2 separate regions of the Mus musculus genome follow, and region 2 is linked to region 1. A link is a contact called in public HiChIP or PLAC-seq data. All regions are on one chromosome and are shown on one strand. Each heading gives the region's core, a stretch centred on a gene start, on an enhancer-like site or on the middle of the called end of the contact. The rest is flanking DNA. Distances are from core to core; before and after follow the strand shown.

Evidence for each region. HiChIP or PLAC-seq counts read pairs in DNA pulled down with a chosen protein or histone mark.
Region 2: a contact with region 1 is called in a FOXA1 HiChIP or PLAC-seq map of pancreatic cancer cells. The contact joins two enhancer-like sites. A contact is called at or near these places in 10 of 39 promoter capture datasets (3T3-L1-derived adipocytes, the C10 cell line, the HPC-7 cell line and 6 more), 3 of 115 datasets of contacts at active chromatin or transcription factors (embryonic basal ganglia, pancreatic cancer cells and stem cell-derived neural progenitor cells) and 3 of 9 other capture datasets (adipose tissue, embryonic stem cells and macrophages).

The regions. Positions count from the first base shown.
Region 1 is chr5:73,102,345-73,105,752 of GRCm38.p6, reverse strand. Fryl (FRY like transcription coactivator) reads left to right here. Exons shown (of 63, transcript NM_028194.2): 19 at 971-1,078. Among named protein-coding and RNA genes, the nearest start is that of 1700071G01Rik, 53 kb to the left of the region's middle. Within about 2 kb of position 1,937, at least 33 of the 459 cell types and tissues checked have an H3K27ac peak or open chromatin away from gene starts, as enhancers often do. A contact at or near this core is called in pancreatic cancer cells, where this site is marked.
Region 2 is chr5:73,400,078-73,403,466 of GRCm38.p6, reverse strand. No RefSeq gene overlaps it. Among named protein-coding and RNA genes, the nearest start is that of Cwh43, 4.3 kb to the left of the region's middle. Within about 2 kb of position 1,971, at least 73 of the 459 cell types and tissues checked have an H3K27ac peak or open chromatin away from gene starts, as enhancers often do. A contact at or near this core is called in pancreatic cancer cells, where this site is marked.

The sequences.
Region 1 (3,408 bases), core at 688-3,187:
TTTTAGCATCAACACTATTTTTACTACTTACTTATTGCCATGTGACAAAATACCTGAACCACAACAGCTCGAGGAAGAAAGATTGATTTGAGTCCGTAGCTCCATCCTTGTGTGGAGCGAGGTCATGGCGGCGGGGCCTTGAGGCAGTCAGTCAGTCACGTCGTGCTCACGACACAGAGAGCAATGAATGTTTCGGCTCTGCTAGCTTTCTCTCTTTGATATCGACCAGACCCTGGAATAATGTCTCCTACCTTCACAATGGGACTTCCTACCTCGATCCAGTGTAGGGAACCCCTCAAGGCGTGGCCAGAGGTTTGCACCCTGTGTGATTGATGCTAGGGCCTATGAAGTTAGCAAGCCACATTCACCATCACACAGCTATTCCTGATAGTAACTGGTATTTAGTGGTGTTTGTGAATAACTAAGTTCTTTTTAAATATAAAAGTGGATAGAACTTTTTAAGTATTTAAAATTATAAAGTTATTATACATGTTTCCTAATTAGTGAGGTCAGTTACTAGCCCTCATCTTCCTGAATGGTCTCCGTCCTTTCCGTTGTTTATGGATGGTAGCTAGCTGCTAGGTCTGTGTGTGTATTTGCTTGTGCCCCTCCTTTTTTTAAAGATTTATCTATCTATCTATCTATCTATCTATCTATCTATCTATCTATCTATTTATTTATTATATGTAAGTACACTGTAGCTGTCTTCAGACACACCAGAAAAGGGCATCAGATCTCATTACAGATGGTTGTGAGCCTTCATGTGGTTGCTGGGATTTGAACTCAGGACCTCTGGAAGAGCAGTCAGTTCTCTTAACCACTGAGCCATCTCTCCAGCTTGTGCCCCCTTTTTTTATTGGACCTTAGAACTGTGCTCCCGCCTTCTGTAACATTTTTGTAAAATGGATCTTTCTACCCCACATGATACGCTTCTTATTCTGTTTTCTGTTTGTTGTGATACATTTTTCAGGGGGGAAAGAAAACCCAAAATCGATTTGTTTAGAACCTGCATTGCTGCAATTCCAAGGTTGATTCCCGATGGTATGAGCAGAACGGACCTCATTGAGCTGTTAGCAAGGTGAGTGGCATTATTCCTGACTCTCTGTGGTCACAGCAGGCACAGCTTCGAGCCATCTGATTTGCTCTCTTCGTTCTCATCTTTTATTAACCCCCTCTCAAATTTTTAACTTCTAACTTCCTCCCAAGTCCCCCTCTCAGCCCCATTTCCCAGTTCACTGTCAGTTCACTGGGTTTACGTGACAAACATCCCTTACGTGGTGCTCAGTGAGGTTTCAGCATCCTGAGTAGTGACCACGGCCCAGTTAGCTTTTTCTGCTGCAGGAGAGCCCGGTGCCTCCAAGCGTTTTCTCCTCTTCTTCCTCCATTAGCTCTATAAAGTAGATAAATACCATGGCAACCACACTTAAGTGAAGTCTCCCAGCCTAATTCTAAGCCTGCTGAGGCTCTGCTGTGTGGGTGCCCCTGGGGACCATGCAGTTAGGGGGTCAGCTTCTCCATGGAAGACCAGACAGTAAATATTTCGTGGTTTTGCTGATTGTGCTATAATCCGGAGGTTCTCAACCTTTGGGGGTACCGGGTGTCGAAAAACCCTTTCACAGGGGTGACCTGAGACCATCAGAAAACACAGGTATTTACATTACAATTCATAACTAGCATAATCACACTTTGTGAAGTGGCAGTGGTTGGGGGGTCGCTACCATATGAGGAGCTGTATTAAAGGGTAATAATAGTATTAAGAAGGTTGAGACCCACTGCCTCAGTGTGTGTCATGTCTGCATTCCCACTGTGGCATTACAGAAGCAGCCAGACCATATTGCAGGACTGAACATGACTGGGCATCTGCCTGGAGCCTGCCCAGAGCCACAGTTGGCCAGCCACACCCTAGTGGAAAACCAAACACAGTGACTGGTTTGTTTGCTGGTTGCTGGGCAGTCACCATCTTGTGTAAATAGTGACCAGATTGCTGCAGCACTGTGGCTCGTTCCAGCCCTGGGCGAGAACACCTGGCACTTCCCAGACAGCCTTGCGCCTCCCTCAGGTGCTGGGACCCCGGAGACGGTGGCATTTGTCTCCCGACTATGAGGAGTCGAGGGGCTCGCTTGAAACTACTTTCCATAACTTCTCTCTCTCCCCACTCAGCCTCTTTATTGCTGGTTTGTGGCACTGAGTTGAACCTAAAGGTTTGTGCATGTTAGGCAAGGACTCCTCCATAGCTGCGGATCCTGCTGCATTATGTATAGGCACACGTGTATGCTTCATTTTGAAATAAGGTCTCACTATGCTCTCAAGGTCGACCTTGATTTCCCTCTGTATGCCAGGCAGGCCTGAACCTGGGAATCCTCCTGCCTCAGTCTCTTAAGTACCTGCAGTTTGATGTTTGTGCTAAAAGGCTCAGCTCTCGCTTAATTTTTTTTTAATTAAAAAAGAAACTTTAATTTCTTCTTACCATATGTGCATGTGTATGATGGGTGGGGGACACATGCCATGGCACAAGTGTAAAGTTCAGAGGTCGTCTTTGGATTGGAGTTGGTCCTTTACCTTTACCTTGTGTGGGCTCCCAGCGCTCAAGAGTCAGAGGCAGGAAGAATTGAGAATTGGAGGGGAGACTGTGTTATATACTGAGACCTCCGTCTCCAAAATACAATAGATAAAATATAAACAGTGCAGAATTAGAAAACTGGCATCCTACTAGGAACCTGAAGTGCTAACCCACAGTGTTCGTCCTTACAGCAGTGAGCAGCTACTGTCAAATCCATCCTCACTGGTCCCACCTCAGCCTCCCTTGACCTACATCTTTCCGGAAGATGATCCTGCAAGATAAATTTCTGACATCACCCCTCTCACCTCCCCCAGGAATGAAGCCACACCTGACAGGCTCAAGGCGAGGGATGCTGGGGCTGGAAGGAGCCAGCCTCGGAGCAGTGAATGGCAGTTTAATTGCTACCTCCTTTCCCTCCTCTCCCTGCAGCTGCCATCTTAAATTAATTTACTTCCATGGCCAGAAAGAATCTAGAATATGTTGGTTTGGAATTACAGTGTCTAACTCTTCCTTACTCAAAAGTAAGGGAAGCCAGATAGCAGACAACCACACAAGGCGTGTTGTAAATTTAGAAACCTCTATAAAGGGAAAAATAATCCCTTGAATTTAATTAGCAAGGTCCCATTGTTCTCTCCCCTGCACAAGGCACGTATGTCCTGAGTCACACCGATTTGGCGCGAGCTATCTAGACAGTCATGGGTTTAAATAAAGGCAGTGTAAATAACTAGTGTTATTTGCTCCTAAAACCTATGCCGCACTACAACGGATGTCTCTTTAGTTTCTGTCAGTTGAAGGCTGGCTTATAGTGAAGACCAGAGCTGAGATAAACTGTGATACCTCACTTCTTA
Region 2 (3,389 bases), core at 722-3,221, 300 kb before region 1:
TCCCCCTTCAGGACTGGCTGGATTCGTAGCTGGGTGGTGGAGTGTTATTCGGTCATAAAAAGAAATGAAGCCGTGACGGGTACAAGCTCTAACTGGAAAGTATCCCATCACAGGACACATGTGATTGCCTGGACTCACTTTTATGAACTATCTAAGCAGAGAATCCCTTAAAGGCAGAAAGTACTGTGGTGGTAACTGGGAAAGGGGGAGACCAGGAAGTAACTGCTCAATAGGTGAGGCTTTTCTTTTAGGGAGTGTGGTAATTTGAATATGCTTGGCCCATAGGGAATGGTACTGTTAGGAGGTGTGGCCTTGTTGGAGGAGGTGTGTCTGTCACTGTGGAGGTGGGCTCTGGAGGTCTCCTCCTATGCTCAGGCTCCACCCATTTCGGAAGAGGTCTTCCTCCTAGCTGCCTGAGGATGCCAGTCTTCTGGTTGCCTTCGGAACAAAATGTAGAATTCGCACCTCCTCCAGCGCCATGCCTGCCTGGACACTGCCATGCTTCCTGCCATGATGATAATGGACTGAACCTCTGAACCTGTAAGCCAGCCCCAATTAAATATTGTCCTTTGTAAGACTTGCCTTGGTCACGGTGTCTGTTCACAGCAATGGAAACCCTAAGACAGGGGTGATGAAAATATTTTGGAGGGGGCTGGTGAGATGTCTCAGTGGGTAAGAGCACCCGACTGCTCTTCTGAAGGTCCAGAGTTCAAATCCCAGCAACCACATGGTGGCTCACAACCATCCGTAACAAGATCTGACTCCCTCTTCTGGTGTGTCTGAAGACAGCTACAGTGTACTTACATATAATAATAAATAAATAAATCTTTAAAAAAAAAAGAAAAAAGAAAATATTTTGGAGTTTAGCTGTGCTGCCAGATACATAATAAATACACAAAGCCATTTGACTTCGCCCTTTGAGAAGATAAACTTAATGGCAACTTTTACCTCAATTGAATATGATGAGACTCCTGGTGTACTGCCTGTATTTTAAAAGTATTAGCAGGTTGTGGTAGCACGCATTTGTAATCCCTGCACTTGGGAGGAGAGGCAGAAGGACAAGGATTTCAAGGTCATTCTCAGCTATGTAGCGAGTCCAAAGCCAAACTGAGTAATATGAGCCTTTAGAAGGCAAAAGTTAAAACAACAACAACTAATGTTTAAGATAAACAAAAGAAATGAAAGAAATTCCACCACCACCACCACCACCACCACCACCATCACCAGAAAGATACACAGCAGCTCAGTGAACATCAATGTTAAAGATAATTACATAGGAGAAATTCACTTCACACTCACTATGGAATTCTGATTTTTTTATTTTTTAAAAAATCGGATGCTAACATGTTGACAAGGATGTGAAGACTGTGCTGGAGGGGGCAGAACGTGGTGCAGCTATGTTGGAAAACGTTCTATCGGTTCCTCAAAGAGTTAAATACAGAGGTACTGTATGAGCCAACCATTGCACTCCAAGGTATAGGTATGGGGGGGGCGGGCAATGTACAAACCCCATGCACAGATGCTTGAAGCAGCAGTGCTTCTAACAGCCCTAAAGAGAAGCAGTCCAAATGCATAAGCCCTGATTATAGTGTTATTTACATTCAATAGAACAGCATTCAGCAATGAAAAGGTATTGCTACATACGATGGCACAGTTCACTCTAGACACTGTGTTAAGAGAAAGGAGCCAGTCATTAAAAAAAAAATTGTACAATCCTGTTTACGAGAAATATTCTGAGTAGGCAAATTGAAAGTGACTGAGAGTGGCTTAGAGGTTACGGGGGGGGGGGTTCATATAGGTGGAGAAGGAAGTGGGTTGGTGAATCCAGTTTCTCATAGAGTAGATGACACTTCTAAAATTAACTTGTGACTGGCAACTTCCCGACTGTCAGTGTGCTGGCAGCACTTCCCTGCCCACGGGATGCTAAGTTCATGAATCACATAGGGTGAGGATCTCCAAAACACTTTCAAGTGTTTTGGGCGAGGCTGCAGTCTGAACGCCAGCAAATGAAGAAAAGACATCAGACCCTGCACTCTCCTGCCTGGGTGCCTCCCTGTTTCTCTCTGGATTGATTGCACTTCTCACTGTACCTGGCAAAAGCAACTGAAGAAAGGAAGGAAAGGTTTACTAGGGCTGATAATCTGAAGTTAAGGGTACAGTCCACGACGGCAGGAGAGGTCTGGCAACAGGGAAGGTCTTCCTGCTATACTGCATGCACAGTCGGGAAGCAGAAAGAAACAAAAGGGCACCTTCCTCCCTTTCTCCTTTCTATTCAGTCCAAGAGTAGAGCCCCAGGGCTGGTGAGATGGCTCACTGTGGTAAGAGCACCGACTGCTCTTCCGAAGGTCCTGAGTTCAAATCCCAGCAACCACATGGTGGCTCACAACCATCCATGAGATCTGATGCCTTCTTCTGGTGCATCTGAAGACAACTACAGTGGACTTATGTATAATAATAAATAAATCTAAAAAAAAGGAGTAGAGCCCAGGGGACAGTGCCGCCCACATTTAGGGTGAGTCTTCCCTCCCCATTTAAACCTCGGAAACACCCTCGTGGACACTCCTTGAGGTAAACTTTCCTGGGTGGCTCTTGAGTCCAGTCCAGTTGACAACGGAAGAGCAGTTTTCATATGCTGGAAACAAAAACCACACAGGTCTAATTGAGAGTGTGTGTCTGTGCAGTGCTTTGCTAGTCCATTATAAAGTTAGTTTCTTTTTCAGTATCTAACTTGCTTTTGTTGCAATTGGCCTTCTGTCTTACTTCATTTTCTTTAGCACTCTGACTGCAGCTCACCATAGGTGTGTCTGGAAAATGCAGTCCTTCGATGACGGGAGATCTTGGTGAGCAGCTATCCATCTCTGCTACAAAAGTCTACTTTATAGAGACTTATTTTGAGGTTTAAATAGATAAAAAGCTAAGGCCTTCAGTGTGGTGCCGGTTGTGGTGTTCACAGAACTCACAATACTGGGGGGGGTGGAGGGGGAGGTCTTTTGTTAAGCTGCCATGATGTTTGGCCTAGTGCAGGGGAGGTCTTAGAGACAAGGCTGGCAACTTAACAGTGACAGCTCTGTCCTGAGAGTATTTTAATTGCCTTCTTGAGGCTTTCTGTAATCTCGTTGGCATTCTCCCAACTACAGATTCCACACCAGCACTCGGCATACAAGGAAGGGTTTCATCATCGGCCCCCATCAGTCTCCAGAGAGAGCAGCATCCCACTCTAGACTGTTCTGCGTTTCCAGTCTGGTCCTGCATGGCACAGTGGGAAAGTTCCCCGAGGCTCCTGAGGCTCTCCTGTGCCCCTTTAATGTGGAGTTGAGTTAATGTATCCATAGCGAGTTAATTATGAAGCTGCTTCTAATTTCCTTACTAGGAAATCATATGATCAATAG